3 separate regions of the Sus scrofa genome follow, and regions 1 and 2 are each linked to region 3. Evidence: chromatin contacts called from public HiChIP or PLAC-seq data. All regions are on one chromosome and are shown on one strand. The core of a region is the stretch at or near the end of the contact, and the rest is flanking DNA. Distances in the headings are between cores, read along the strand shown.

Region 1 (3,868 bases), core at 993-3,492, 84 kb before region 3:
GTTGCATTCTGCTCAACCTGCTTTAATTTGGGTGAGAGAGACCCAAGTGTCTAGGGTCTTGAGGAAGAGAGCCTCAACCTTCAGTCTAGGAGCCCCATTCAAAATGGAATGAAATCAGAAATGAAATGTTGACTGTATATCCAGATGCCAGGGCAAGAGGTCCTGGGAACCCATAACATTGACCTCTGGGGTGTCACAGGGTAAAGAGCCGCAGAATGGGTGTGGACACCCAGGAAAGGGGGAGGATTTCCAGTGGGGGTTTGAGGAGACCCCGTGGAAGAGGAACCAGCCTGACTGGAGCATGGGGAAGGTGCTTAGACCCAGAATTAATGGAATGTCATAAGAGAGCAGAGCAGAATGCTATGAATAAGCTAAGGAAGAGTGTGAAACTTCTGAAAATGAAGGCTAAACTTTAGATGTATTAGGATAAGTGCATTAGATAAGGAAAAATCCACAGCTTTCATTAGGTTCTCAAAAAAGTAGGTCAGGCTCAAGAAAGACCCTTCCTAAGGAGGGCTCCTTATACACTGGCTACTAGAAAGTTCAGTGTGGAAGTGGGGAGTTATGCATATGGGCCAGGGGTTAAAGCATCCAGGGGTGCCTAACCTAGATTCAAGGTGCCTTGAACTTCCTAAAACTTCGTATTTATGTTTTTATTTGTGTGCATTTGGGGGGAAATGGTCAGAGGTTATGACCTAAGAGCTAAGCACTTCAGGCTCTGGGAAAGCAGATTCTCCCGGCGAGGAGACCCAAGATGTGACTGCAGAGTGAGAGGTGGAGTTGGTGATGGGAGGGCGGTCCTGGCAGGCCAGGGAGCAGGAGGCTTTAGGTATCAGAGAAACATGTGCTGGGGCCCTGGGGTGCAAAAGAACCAGGTGGAGAAACCCAGAATTTGAGAGAAAGACAGAAGAAAAGGAATTCAAATCAGGGCGCTTTTGGAATCAGCTTTCAAACTCAGGGCAAAGCTTCCTTCTGATGGGCCTTGCTTGAACCCCAGCCTTGATGATAATCACCCACCCTGGAGCCCTGGTGCCTCTTCCAGAAGCTCCCAAGAGGACCAGCCTCGCCCTTCCTGAGTTCTCCCTTCAGACCAATGACTCCCCAGAGCAGCTTCGGACCCAGAGAGGCCCGAGGGAGCTGACCTAGAACCAATGCTCTGAGGGATGGCACCTGGCTCCCTAGGGCCCCCAAAGACCAAGGACCCTCTCGTTCTCAGAAGATGACTCTGGAGGACAAGACTGTCACATGAATCCCACAGGCTATCACACTGACACCCTCCTCTGTGTGCATATTAGAAAGCTAAGTTATGGGCGTTCCCATCGTGGTTCGGCTATAACAAACTTGACTAGAATCCATGAGGATATGGGTTCAATCCCTGGCCTTGCTCAGTGGGTTAACAATCTGGCATTGCCGTGAGCTGTGGTGTAGGTTGCAGGTGTGGCTCGGATCTGGCGTTGCTGTGGCTTGGCTGTGGCTGGCAGTTGTAGCTCAGATTCAACCCCTAGCCTGGGAATTTCCATATGCCGCGGGTGTGGCCCTAAAAAGACAAGGAAGGAAGGGAGGGAGAATGCAAGCAAAGCGGTGTCAAATGTCCTCCCCTCACTTTGGCCATGACGACACATAGAGCAAGCTCTCTAGAAAGGGGATCCCCTTGATCTTCCAAACGCAAAAAGCTCAGAGCCCTGCTGCTCTCAGTTGCGCTCTGGAACGGGCCTGGGATGGGGAGGCCCTGCTCACTGACCCCATGTGCTGTTTCCAAAGCAGGTGGCAGGGCGGTCAGCAGAGCAGGGTCATAGGAAGCCCTGACAGTGGGCACGAAGCACTGGGTTTGTTTCCTGGCTCAGACTTCCCTTTTTGCAGTCACAAGGGACCTGTGAATGTCAGGAGGAATTGCAGGGTGGCAGCAGAACCAAGCCCACTGCCCCCCAGCACCCACGTGAGGGGCACAAGAGGCCCCAGCGGCCCAGGGCTCAAGGGCACGCAGCCCCTCCTGCCTCTTCCAGCCCCAAGAAACAACTGTTTCCATTCTAACCAACTTGGTTGAAGAATATGACGAGTCACTCTTGACCCTGCAGCATTCCATCAAAATCACAAAACAAACATGCCATCGTGTTTGCTCAGGGCCCAGCCACTCTCTTATTTTTTCTGCTCCTCCATGGAGGCATCTGTTGGACACTGACTCACCCGGCAGGTGACCGGCAGCCCACCCCGTGGGTGGGAGCTCCTTGGCCACTTGCAGCCTGTGCTTCCCCCGTGAGTCAGGGAGGATTGCGACATCCCTGAGCAGATGTGACGGAGGTGACGCAGTGGACACAGGGCGTGTGCCAAGGTTGAGCCCTGAATCTTCGGAGGGCAGAATTCACACTCAAGTTTCTTTTGAATCGGCTGAGTCATGACTGCTTCAAGGACAAGGCTCAGCTGCTGACACCAACGGCAAAGCCCAAACCTGGGGCCTTTTGTCTGGGCAAAATCCGGAAGTTTCTCTAAAATGTGGTTTCTAGTAGAACCAGATCATTTTTTTTTTTTTTTGAGAACATCTCATTTTCTATAAAAATTTTAAATGTAGAAAAATTGATTTTTCACTCACGCTAAAGTAACAAACGGGTTCATATATTTAATCTTTTTTTTTTTTTTTTTTTTTTTTGTCTTTTTAGGGCTGCACCCAGAAGTTCCCAGGCTAAGGGTTAAATCGGAGCTGCAGCTGCCGGCCTACACCACAGCCACAGCAACACAGGATCTGAGCCACATCTGCCACCTACACCACAGCTTATGGAAACTCCAGATCCTTAACCCACTGAGCGAGGCCAGGGATTAAACTCGCATCCTCATGGCTACTAGTTGGGTTTGTTACCGCTGAGCCACAAAAGGAATTCCTCATTTATTTAAACATATAAATCTACTTCCAAATTATAGTTCACTCAAATTCAGTACAGAAGGGAGGGGTGGGTTCCAGGAGAACAGGGAGGACCCAGATAGGAGACCTCACAGCTCACTCAACATGTCATCAGGGTATCTCGTCTTTTCCTGTCGACAAGGACCAGTTTGGTGAATGGGTTGTATGGTTTTTGACTCCTTCCTCAAATCTTGAAGGAGTCAAATTGAGCATCTTTTGAGATGCTTTTCTGCCCCCCAAAGCATCTTTGCTTCTTCTTGGTGGGAAGGGGGAGGTGTCCTCGGCCATGCTGAGTCCTGGGCAGCCGGGTTGTACCATCATGGTGGCGTGGGGGCATCTTGAGTGGAGCTCGGCAGCACTGTCCCGGGGGCAGGGGGCTCCGTAAGCAGGAGCTGGGGCAGAAGATGGGCTCAGCAGAGGCTGTGCAGACCGTGCTCTCTCCACACTCACCCGATGCCCAGGCAGGAGGAATCTCCCTGGGGACTGAGAGCCCCAGAGCCGGCCCCTCTGGGGGAGCCCTCGGGGAGCTTGGCTGCACCAGTGGGTAGCAAAGCTGGGCTGCAGAGAAGCTAGCTCCCGTCTCCCGTCTCTGTCTAAACTCAAACCTCCCAGCCAGCCCTGGGTGCCTCACCACAGGCCCCGGGCAAGGCCTGGGCTGTGACCTCCTCCTCTCTCATTCTTCAGACATAAATCCTCACAGCCTGTCTCCTGGTCCTTATTTAACCCCTGGGTCTGCTGATATTTCTCTTCCCTCTTCCCTGCAAATAGCTGCTACTCTATTATATGTGGGGGGAGGGACTGTTTAGGGGTGAAGGGAACATGGCCCCGAATCACCCACAGCCTCTTCATGTCTCCTTCTGCCCAGGTCTCTGGTCCAGGAAAGCCCTCCCCAGACACCCCCCCAGATCCCTCTATGCCAAACCTCAACCACTGCCTGGCCACCTATGCTTGGCCCACAGTGGGTCTGAACCTGGA
Region 2 (3,818 bases), core at 1,194-3,693, 130 kb before region 3:
AAATCATGAGGGATCTATACCTGGATACGAGTCTAACCTACTGCCTCTGAAAGCAGCCAGCGCACCCTGGACTGAGAGCAGCTAAGCTGCTGGCTCTTAAGCATTATTCCTTGAATAAAGAATGATGCTAGGAGTTCCCATCGTGGCTCAATGGTTAATGAACCCGGCTAGTATCCATGAGGATGATGGATCCAGGTTCAATCCCTGGCCTCGCTGAGTGGGTTAAGGATCCAGAGTTGCCACGACCTGTGGTGTAGTTCACAGATGCCGCTTAGATCTGGCATTGCTGTGGCTGTGGCATAGGCCGGCAGCTGTAGCTCTAATTGGACTCCTAGCCTGGGAATCTCCATATGCCGCAAGTGCAGCCCTAAACACACACACACACACACACAGAATGATGCTAATTTAAAACTCACCCTGGCTCCAAAATTCTATTTCTAAAGTCTATTTTGTCACTTGACATCACCGGGCAGCTATCAGCACCTGTTGGCAGCAGCAGGACCACTATGTTGGCAACAACTCGCTAAAAGGCAGTTGGGTGGATCCACTTTCCCTTTCACCACCAGGGCCAGACTAGGGTGGGGCAAGCGAGGCTCAAGGAGCAAAATTTAAGGAGGCACTCACTTTCAGGTGCTGACCCTATATTTGCAAGGCCCTGAGAGTGAGCATCTCCTTAAAATTTGTTCATTAGGCAGCTTACTGGCTTTGTCCCAGTCTTAGCACTAGTCCCCACCACTCCCTACTGTCTCCCCAGCAGTGAGGCCATGTGTAAATGGTCACATCTTGCTTGCTCTGCTCTTGTTCTACCACTAGAATGAAGAGGAAAGTAAACTATTTCTAGTACGCTGTCTTCATCAAAATTGAGTAAACAAGATATAGACCAAAAGAGCCCTGGGTTTCACCTTTCTGGTTTACCTACAACATTCCCTATGAGTACGAGAACCTGAAGTTCTCAGCAGGGCCATCCAGGGCCCTGAATGTCCAGTTCCAGAGTCTCTCTAGTAGGAACTTTGGTCAGAGGAACAGATATGTCTTTTAGAAAAACAACTCTGGCTACCTTTTTTCTGAGCCCTGATGTGGGCCGAGAAATTTAAAGTCTCCTGCAAAGGTGAGAGTGCAGGAGGGGAGGATGGATGGAAGGACTTGCAAGGTGTAGCTGTGTTCACTGAGGGATTCCAAGCAGGGTTGGATGACAGGGCTCAAAAATTACCAGATGGTTCCATCAAGGCTTCCCTTCCCGCTTAAACAAGGGGACAGGGCAGGAGAAAGTGGTCTGTCTGGCTTTGGGTGAGCTGAGTTTGAAATCAGGTCAGGACGGCTGGGTATGTTGGAATAACAAGGGAGAATGCCTGTCCCTTCCTCCTTCGGGGGCTGTCCCCTGGGGTGCCCCCAACCTCCAGTCCCCACCCCCAGTCAGCTTTCTCAAGGCTGCCTCTGTTTAGGTCTGAGCCTAGCAGGAAACAGCCCCCTCCGGGCAACCAGTTGTAACCTTATTGTTAGCAGGCTGAAAAGGAGGCTGGTATTTCACAGCAGAGATAAAAGTTAATCACAGATTAGAACTGCCTTGAAAATATTGATGACTTCATTCACCTGAGTCCTGGGCCTGGGGGGGACGTCTTCACGGTGGCTGAGTGGCCAGACCAGTTCAGCCAGTTCTCCGCTCTTCACAAGGGAGCCCAGCCTTAAACAAAAGCCAGGACTACTGAATAGAGGGCATTCATAGGAGGTTGGAGTCACTCTGCAGACCTACTGGGTGCTGTCTAGACTGTCAGATTGGAGGTCTGTTTACTCTCTGCCCCACCTTTTTCCCAGGAGCCCGCCCTCCCTCTCCCATTACAACTTTTATCTGGCGGCACCATCACCCTGGGAGACTCCCAAACAGAAAGCCAGACTTTGAGCAGCAGAGACAGTAGCTACAAAATAAAAGTTCCTGTGTTCAGAGGTGGGGCGATTTCTCAATGCGGACCATTAGGTTTAAGATGAGGGGAATTTATCCTCTTGGGTGATCTGAAAACGGGATAAAATTCAAGCTGTGTTTGAAATAAAAAGTTAACATGTTACTACAGTTTGTCCTAAAATGTTCAGCAAATAGTGTAGTGGGGCATTGGGAACCAACAGGGGGAAGGCAAAAAACTCTCCTGGTCCTGGATCCCTGACCTCTGGGCTCAGGCACCACTTTTGCCCTCCTGAGCTAGACGATGCATGAAAGCCCCGAGCTCGGCTGTGTAAAATGCACACAAAGGAGACATTCGCCAACCCCACCCCAGCTTTGGCTGGAACAGAACGGGGTGGCCTGGATGCCAAGAGAGGCCACTGCCAACACTGGGGCGGGGGTGGGTTGAAAAACTGAGCTTTCACAGAAAGGCCAGAGGCTAATCAAGGCCAGGGAAAAGAGGATGGTACAGATGCTGCAAGAAGATGACGAATTTTTTTGTGAGGAAGAGTTGACTGTGCAATTTTTTTTTCTTTTTAGGGCCACACCCGTGGCACATGGAAGTTCCAAGGCTAGGGGTCGAATCAGAGCTATAACCACAGCAATGTGTGATCTGAGCCTCATCTCCGACCTATACCACAGCTCACTGCAACACTGAATCCTTAACCCACTGAGCAAGGCCAGGGCTCGAACCTAAGTCCGCAGAGATACTAGTTGGGTTCTTAACCCGCTGAGCCACAACAGGAAGTCCAGACTGTGCAATTTTTATTCCCAAAGATGGAAGAAAAGCTAATCACAAATCACGATGAAAGGGATTCCTGCCGGAGGCCCTCCGAGGCACCCACCACCCACCACACCCAGCTCAGCTTGTGAGGCCCCCTGTAGCAACTCCTCCTGTTTTGTTTTTGTTTTTGTTTTTTGCCTCTGTGCAGCGGCTTGATGTGGGATCGCAGTTCCCAGGCCAGGGACTGAACTTTGGCGGCAGCAGTGAAAGCCAAGTCCTAACCACTAGACTACCAGGGAACTCCCCCTCTTCTCATGCTTTTTCTTGCTGCTGCCCTGCCCAGAGCCTGCACCCACTTTAAGCATCTTGTCCCATCTTCCACAGGGCTGGCCCTCTGTCTCTCTCTGAAGAACATCCCTTAGGCTTTTTGCTTGTCTATATTTCTGCTTCCGTCAGGTCCCAGGGTCCCGAAGTTCCTCTGAGAAGCCTTCCTTGGGCCCCTCAAACTCCCTCCCCCAACCCAGCCTTTGGAGCCTTCCTTGGGCACAAAACAGTCGAGGGAGCTCAAGCCTTGCTGTGCGTCTGAGGATGCCCGCGGGGAAGACGGTGGGTTGGAAGGAACCAGGCAGGATCTGCTTGAGGTGGATGAGGAGGGGGATGGATTCATAATAGTGTTAGTGCTACCAGCAGAGTGGGGTTCCTGGATGCATGAGAACCAAAGAGATGGTGGTCCCAGGATCTGGTGGAGAGACTGCAGAGTGTGAGGCAGCTCAGAACCTGGCTTGACATCAGAGGCTAAAGAGAGAGACCTCAGGAGAAGGTAGGGAACTAAAGTGACACCATCTGTGGCAGGGCGTTGAAGGGCAGGATGCAGACAAGACAATCAACCCAAACTCTGTCCAGGGCCCCTCCTCCCAAGGACAGGTGAGGCAATGGTGCACAGGTCCTGGGCACAGCTGACAAGTCAGTGCCCTGGAGCCCAGCCTCCTACTTTAAGAAAAGGAAGGAGCGGCTAAGAGCCACACACTCCTATATTTAAAAAAATAGGAAGAGGAGTTTCTGGGAGTTCCCATTGTGGCTCAGTGGTAACAAACCTGACTAGTATCCATGAGGACACAGGTTCGATCCCTGGCCTTGGTCAGTGGGTTAAGGATCTGGCAT
Region 3 (4,114 bases), core at 234-2,733:
TCCTGTGTGGCATCTGGGGCCACCCCCCCCTCCAGATATCACACAGTGGAAGGAAGGGACACTGCCCCCAAGGAAACTGGGTGCAGCAGAGATGGGTGGCCCCAAATATACTACAGTTCTCCCAACAAGGTTTGACTGCATCTTTGTAATGAGGCTTCTGCAATAACTACTCAGGGGTGCAGGCAGCCTCTGGAAGCTGAACAGTCAAGGAAGCCAAATCTACCCTCCGAAAAAGCCTCCTGCAAAGAACAATACTTTGCCTTCAACCCAGTGAGACTAATTTCGGGCATCTGGCTTCCAGAACTGTCAGAGAATACACTTGTGTTGTTTTAAGCCACCAAGGATGTTACAGCAGCCACAGCAAACCAAAACACCCAACATGACAAGCAGGAAGATAGAGAGGGACCAATGGCTCACTTGTCACATCCCAGGAACCTAGACCCTGACTCCTGCTGGAAGCATCCTCCCATTGTCCCTGAGGTCCCAGAGCACCTGCCTAAGTGGGAGAGTCCTCCAGGTGCAGCGGAGCCCTGCAAAAAGCCATGGTCCTTCACTGGCTCCAAGAGGACCGCTCACCCACCCTTGGCCTCTGACAGACAGGGTACTTTATGAATCCAGTGACATGCGAGTGTGTCAGGGCATGGAGTGGGCAGGCTGTAAGAACTCTCAGGGCTTATCTGGATGCCTCTACAGTTCCCATGAGTCTAAACTGGTGCATCCATTGTACAAACAAGCACATCTTGGAAACATCCAGATCAGAGCAGGAGCTGTTACAGGCTAGGAAGGTAAATGATGATACTGGTCCTGAGCGCAGCCGCTGTCACTCAAGGCATTTTGATCACAGAGCATCAGGGGCACTGGACCAGGTCACAGGTGTCTTCTGAAAGACGCACAGACAAGCCCAGGTGAAAAGGAAATGTCTTCTGCTGCTCGTTTGTTCCAGCCTTAGCCGGAATGTATTTATCTCAACATTTCTCAGCACAATGGGGTGTGAAGCAGGGGGGAGGGGAGACCCTCTAGCAACTCATTGTCTGGGAGGGTAATTTAGTCCAAGCTCCTATTTACTGGAAGAGCTTTCTACCCACACAGCAAAAAAGTTCTGAAATAAAGAAGGCCTGTAATTGTTTATTTCCTTTTACTTTTTTGGTTACGACAGTTAAAAACTGTCCTTCAAACTTAGTCCCAAAAGACATCAGAGCTTGACAATGACGAATGGGGAACAGATGTTTCTGGACTGTCAGAATGGCAGCTTCCTCCTCGACACGTGGGCTCCGGAACACAGAGTGGGTCACTGTCCGGCCTCGGGGGCCAGACAGACCAGGTCTGGCAGCCAGGCCCAGGCTCCGAGGGTGTGCGGGACCATGGGCCAGGCTTCCCTTGACTGAGTTGGGCAATTCGGGGCTTTTAACTGCCTTGGGGATTGGGGCGGGTGCCTTGAATGAGGAACTAGGACAGGCCCTGACTTCCCAGCAGGGGTCTAGCTCAACTGACAGTTCTCTCTCCCTGAGGCCAGTGAGGCCACTGTACTCTCTCCCCCAGGCCAGTGAGGCCGGGGACAGAGGAGGATCTGCTTTTCTCAGGACTTGGGAGCTAACTCTGCAGTTCTGTGCCACTCACTTTCCCATGTCACTTCCCTCTCCCACTTCCCTTTCCCTGGAAACCCGCTAGCCAGACATGGGCAGACAGGAGTGAGAGAGATGGGGGATAATGGTCAGGCAGCCTCATCCTCTCAGAGGTCCCCACCCTATCCAGGCTCTGGTCCTCAAAGGCATCAGCCCCCAGCAGGTCACCTCACAGTTCTCTACTGACCTCAGTACACAGTACCCCAGGCTCTTGCTGCCCATGTCCTGGGGGTGTTCAGTGGGAGTTGGGGAGCGGGGTGGCTGGAGGGTCCACGTGGGTGCAGCTGGAGTGGCTATGCTTACTCCCAGGGCAGCTGTAGCCCAGGCTTGAGGCGCATCCTACCCGAAGCCAGAGGGGGCCCTGCCACACTCCCCGAGGTGCCTTGGCACTCAGTGCCCCTCCCTCGCCCTCCAGGGAAGCAGCAGCAGGGGCTAAAGCCGCTCCACACCCCTCTTTCGCTCCACACTCCCAACACCACGTGGGCCGCACTTTCACGCCTATTTAGAACCACGGAGACCTACCGTGTGCCTGATTCTAGATGCCCGCAGTTAGGAAGCAGCCTCTGCAGTCCAACTCCCCGGGTTCCATCCCAGCTCTGGACTCACCCTCCATGCCTGGGCATTTCATAACCTTGGGGTGCCTCAGTTTCCCCAGCCTTAAACAGTGAACTTCTGTTCACTACTTTCCAGGAGAGCTGCTGACGATTAAATGTCAAGTGCTCCGTGGTGCTGGCCGGACCTGCAGGAGCATCAGCTACAAGAGGTGCAGAGAGCTGAGCACCTGCCCTCAATGGTGGCTTGAGGTGGTCGGACTGTGTCCTTGAACCGCGCAGCCGCATCCCGATCAGCCTTCAGTGGGCTTGCAGCGCGCATGCACAAGTCCTGTGGCCCATGCGCGTGCGCACCAGCGGATGCCAGACGGGGAGCGCTGCTGGGAACAGCGTCATGGCTCTGAGGATTCGGAGCAGAGGGCAGGGGGACGAGGGGGCGGCTGGAGCCCAGTTCGCTCTTGCGAAGCACTTCCTGAACTGCACATTCAGTTACCACAAAATGAGTCAAGGTCCCTTTCAAGTGGCTTGTTGAGCTTCCCTCTGATCTGGCACAGCCTCCCCGGGATGGACGGGCCACAGTCTTTCCTGGTAAGCTGTCGTGTCCCGCTCGGAAATCCCTAGACTTGGCACCGTGCCAGCTCCGAACTGCTTCACTTCTCCCTGATAACCACCCCACAGGGCGGGGTCTGGTCAGGTCCCCATTTTACAGATAAGGAAACTGAGGATCAGAGAGGTTGCCATGAGTGGCCTTCGGTCACACAGCTGTCAGGGTCAGGGCTGGGGTTTGAACACATGACTGTCTGGCTCTTCCCTGTGTGTTCTTTCACCTGACTCACTGCGGCAGGGAAGGGAGGCCACGTTCATCTTCCCCGCCAGGGTGAGATTGAGGCCCGGAAGCTCTCTCTGGGCCCATTTGTGAAAAGGAGATGCTGAGGAGGTGAGGTTGTGGAAATGGAGGGATTAGAACCCATTTCTCACATCCCAGGAGGAAACAGGGGGCTTACTCTCCAGGCAGGAAATACAAGGGTCCTACTGATGGGATAGTGCCTCTCAGTGGACTGATTTCTCATAAGAAAGGGCGTCCTTGTCCACCAAGTGTCTCATCCAAAAGACCAAGGTTCTCTGGATGAGATAGAGGGCCACAAAAGGCTCTCACTAAAACCTGGCTTCAGGACCAGGCACCCAGCCTGGGGAGCCACAGTTGGAAAAACCCTTCATCCTGGGGTGAGGGGGGTGGGGTTTGGCTCTGCTGGGACTGCAGCACCCCAAGGCCCATGGGGGTCCCACCACATGGGGTTCCTTTTGGGTCCCTGGGAAAGAAGGAGGGATTCTCAGAGGTACTTGGGAAATCAGAGAGAGAAAAGGAAGCAGGTGCATTTGAAACACAAAGACCGCCTGTGGAAAACCCAGGCTGGCCAAGAAGGTCTGAGCTGTGCTGATGGTGACATGGTTCTTTGTTTTTGCTATTGTCCTTGTTGTTTTGATTCAGTTTAGGAATTTTCTTAGCGATCACCACTAGGAAAGTCAGGTGGTCACACATATGAAAGGAAAAAAAAAGAACAACAAAACTGGGTGATAACAACACATCAACAAATCTTAAGGACATTTTCACGCACGCACGGGACTCCCCCATCTTTTTGAGATGGAAATGAGGCTGAGCCTAAAGTCACATCTTGTTTCTTGATTCCCTTTGTCTTTTTTTTTTTAAGTTACTTTCAATTATAGAAATAACACACAACCTCATTGTAAAATGCTACACACTATGAATAAGACTCAGGAACCCCTTGACCACTGCCCAATGGGGATGGATGGGACCTCTCCCGTCAACCACGGCGCTCCATTTGCTGGAGGTCTCTGTGGCCTGGATAGAGCTTTTTTGACTTCTCATTTACTACTTAGTTTGTGAGAATGGGCTCTGTGCTGGTGACTAAAGCATAGGCT

The links. HiChIP or PLAC-seq counts read pairs in DNA pulled down with a chosen protein or histone mark.
Region 1: a contact with region 3 is called in an H3K27ac HiChIP or PLAC-seq map of alveolar macrophages. The contact joins two enhancer-like sites. A contact is called at or near these places in 2 of 47 Hi-C or Micro-C datasets (embryonic fibroblasts and skeletal muscle) and 1 of 2 datasets of contacts at active chromatin or transcription factors (alveolar macrophages).
Region 2: an H3K27ac HiChIP or PLAC-seq map of alveolar macrophages shows a contact between it and region 3. The contact joins two enhancer-like sites. A contact is called at or near these places in 2 of 47 Hi-C or Micro-C datasets (embryonic fibroblasts and skeletal muscle) and 2 of 2 datasets of contacts at active chromatin or transcription factors (alveolar macrophages and skeletal muscle).

The regions. Positions count from the first base shown.
Region 1 is chr3:44,997,180-45,001,047 of Sscrofa11.1, reverse strand. The region is part of intron 4 of LOC106509733 (a long non-coding RNA gene); the gene reads right to left. Among named protein-coding and RNA genes, the nearest start is that of BCL2L11, 200 kb to the left of the region's middle. Within about 2 kb of position 2,242, at least 26 of the 83 cell types and tissues checked have an H3K27ac peak or open chromatin away from gene starts, as enhancers often do. A contact at or near this core is called in alveolar macrophages and skeletal muscle, where this site is marked.
Region 2 is chr3:45,039,281-45,043,098 of Sscrofa11.1, reverse strand. All of the region lies in intron 4 of LOC106509733 (a long non-coding RNA gene), which reads right to left. Among named protein-coding and RNA genes, the nearest start is that of BCL2L11, 160 kb to the left of the region's middle. Within about 2 kb of position 2,443, at least 19 of the 83 cell types and tissues checked have an H3K27ac peak or open chromatin away from gene starts, as enhancers often do. A contact at or near this core is called in alveolar macrophages, where this site is marked.
Region 3 is chr3:44,911,835-44,915,948 of Sscrofa11.1, reverse strand. All of the region lies in intron 1 of LOC106509733 (a long non-coding RNA gene), which reads right to left. Among named protein-coding and RNA genes, the nearest start is that of BCL2L11, 280 kb to the left of the region's middle. Within about 2 kb of position 1,483, at least 14 of the 83 cell types and tissues checked have an H3K27ac peak or open chromatin away from gene starts, as enhancers often do. A contact at or near this core is called in alveolar macrophages and skeletal muscle, where this site is marked.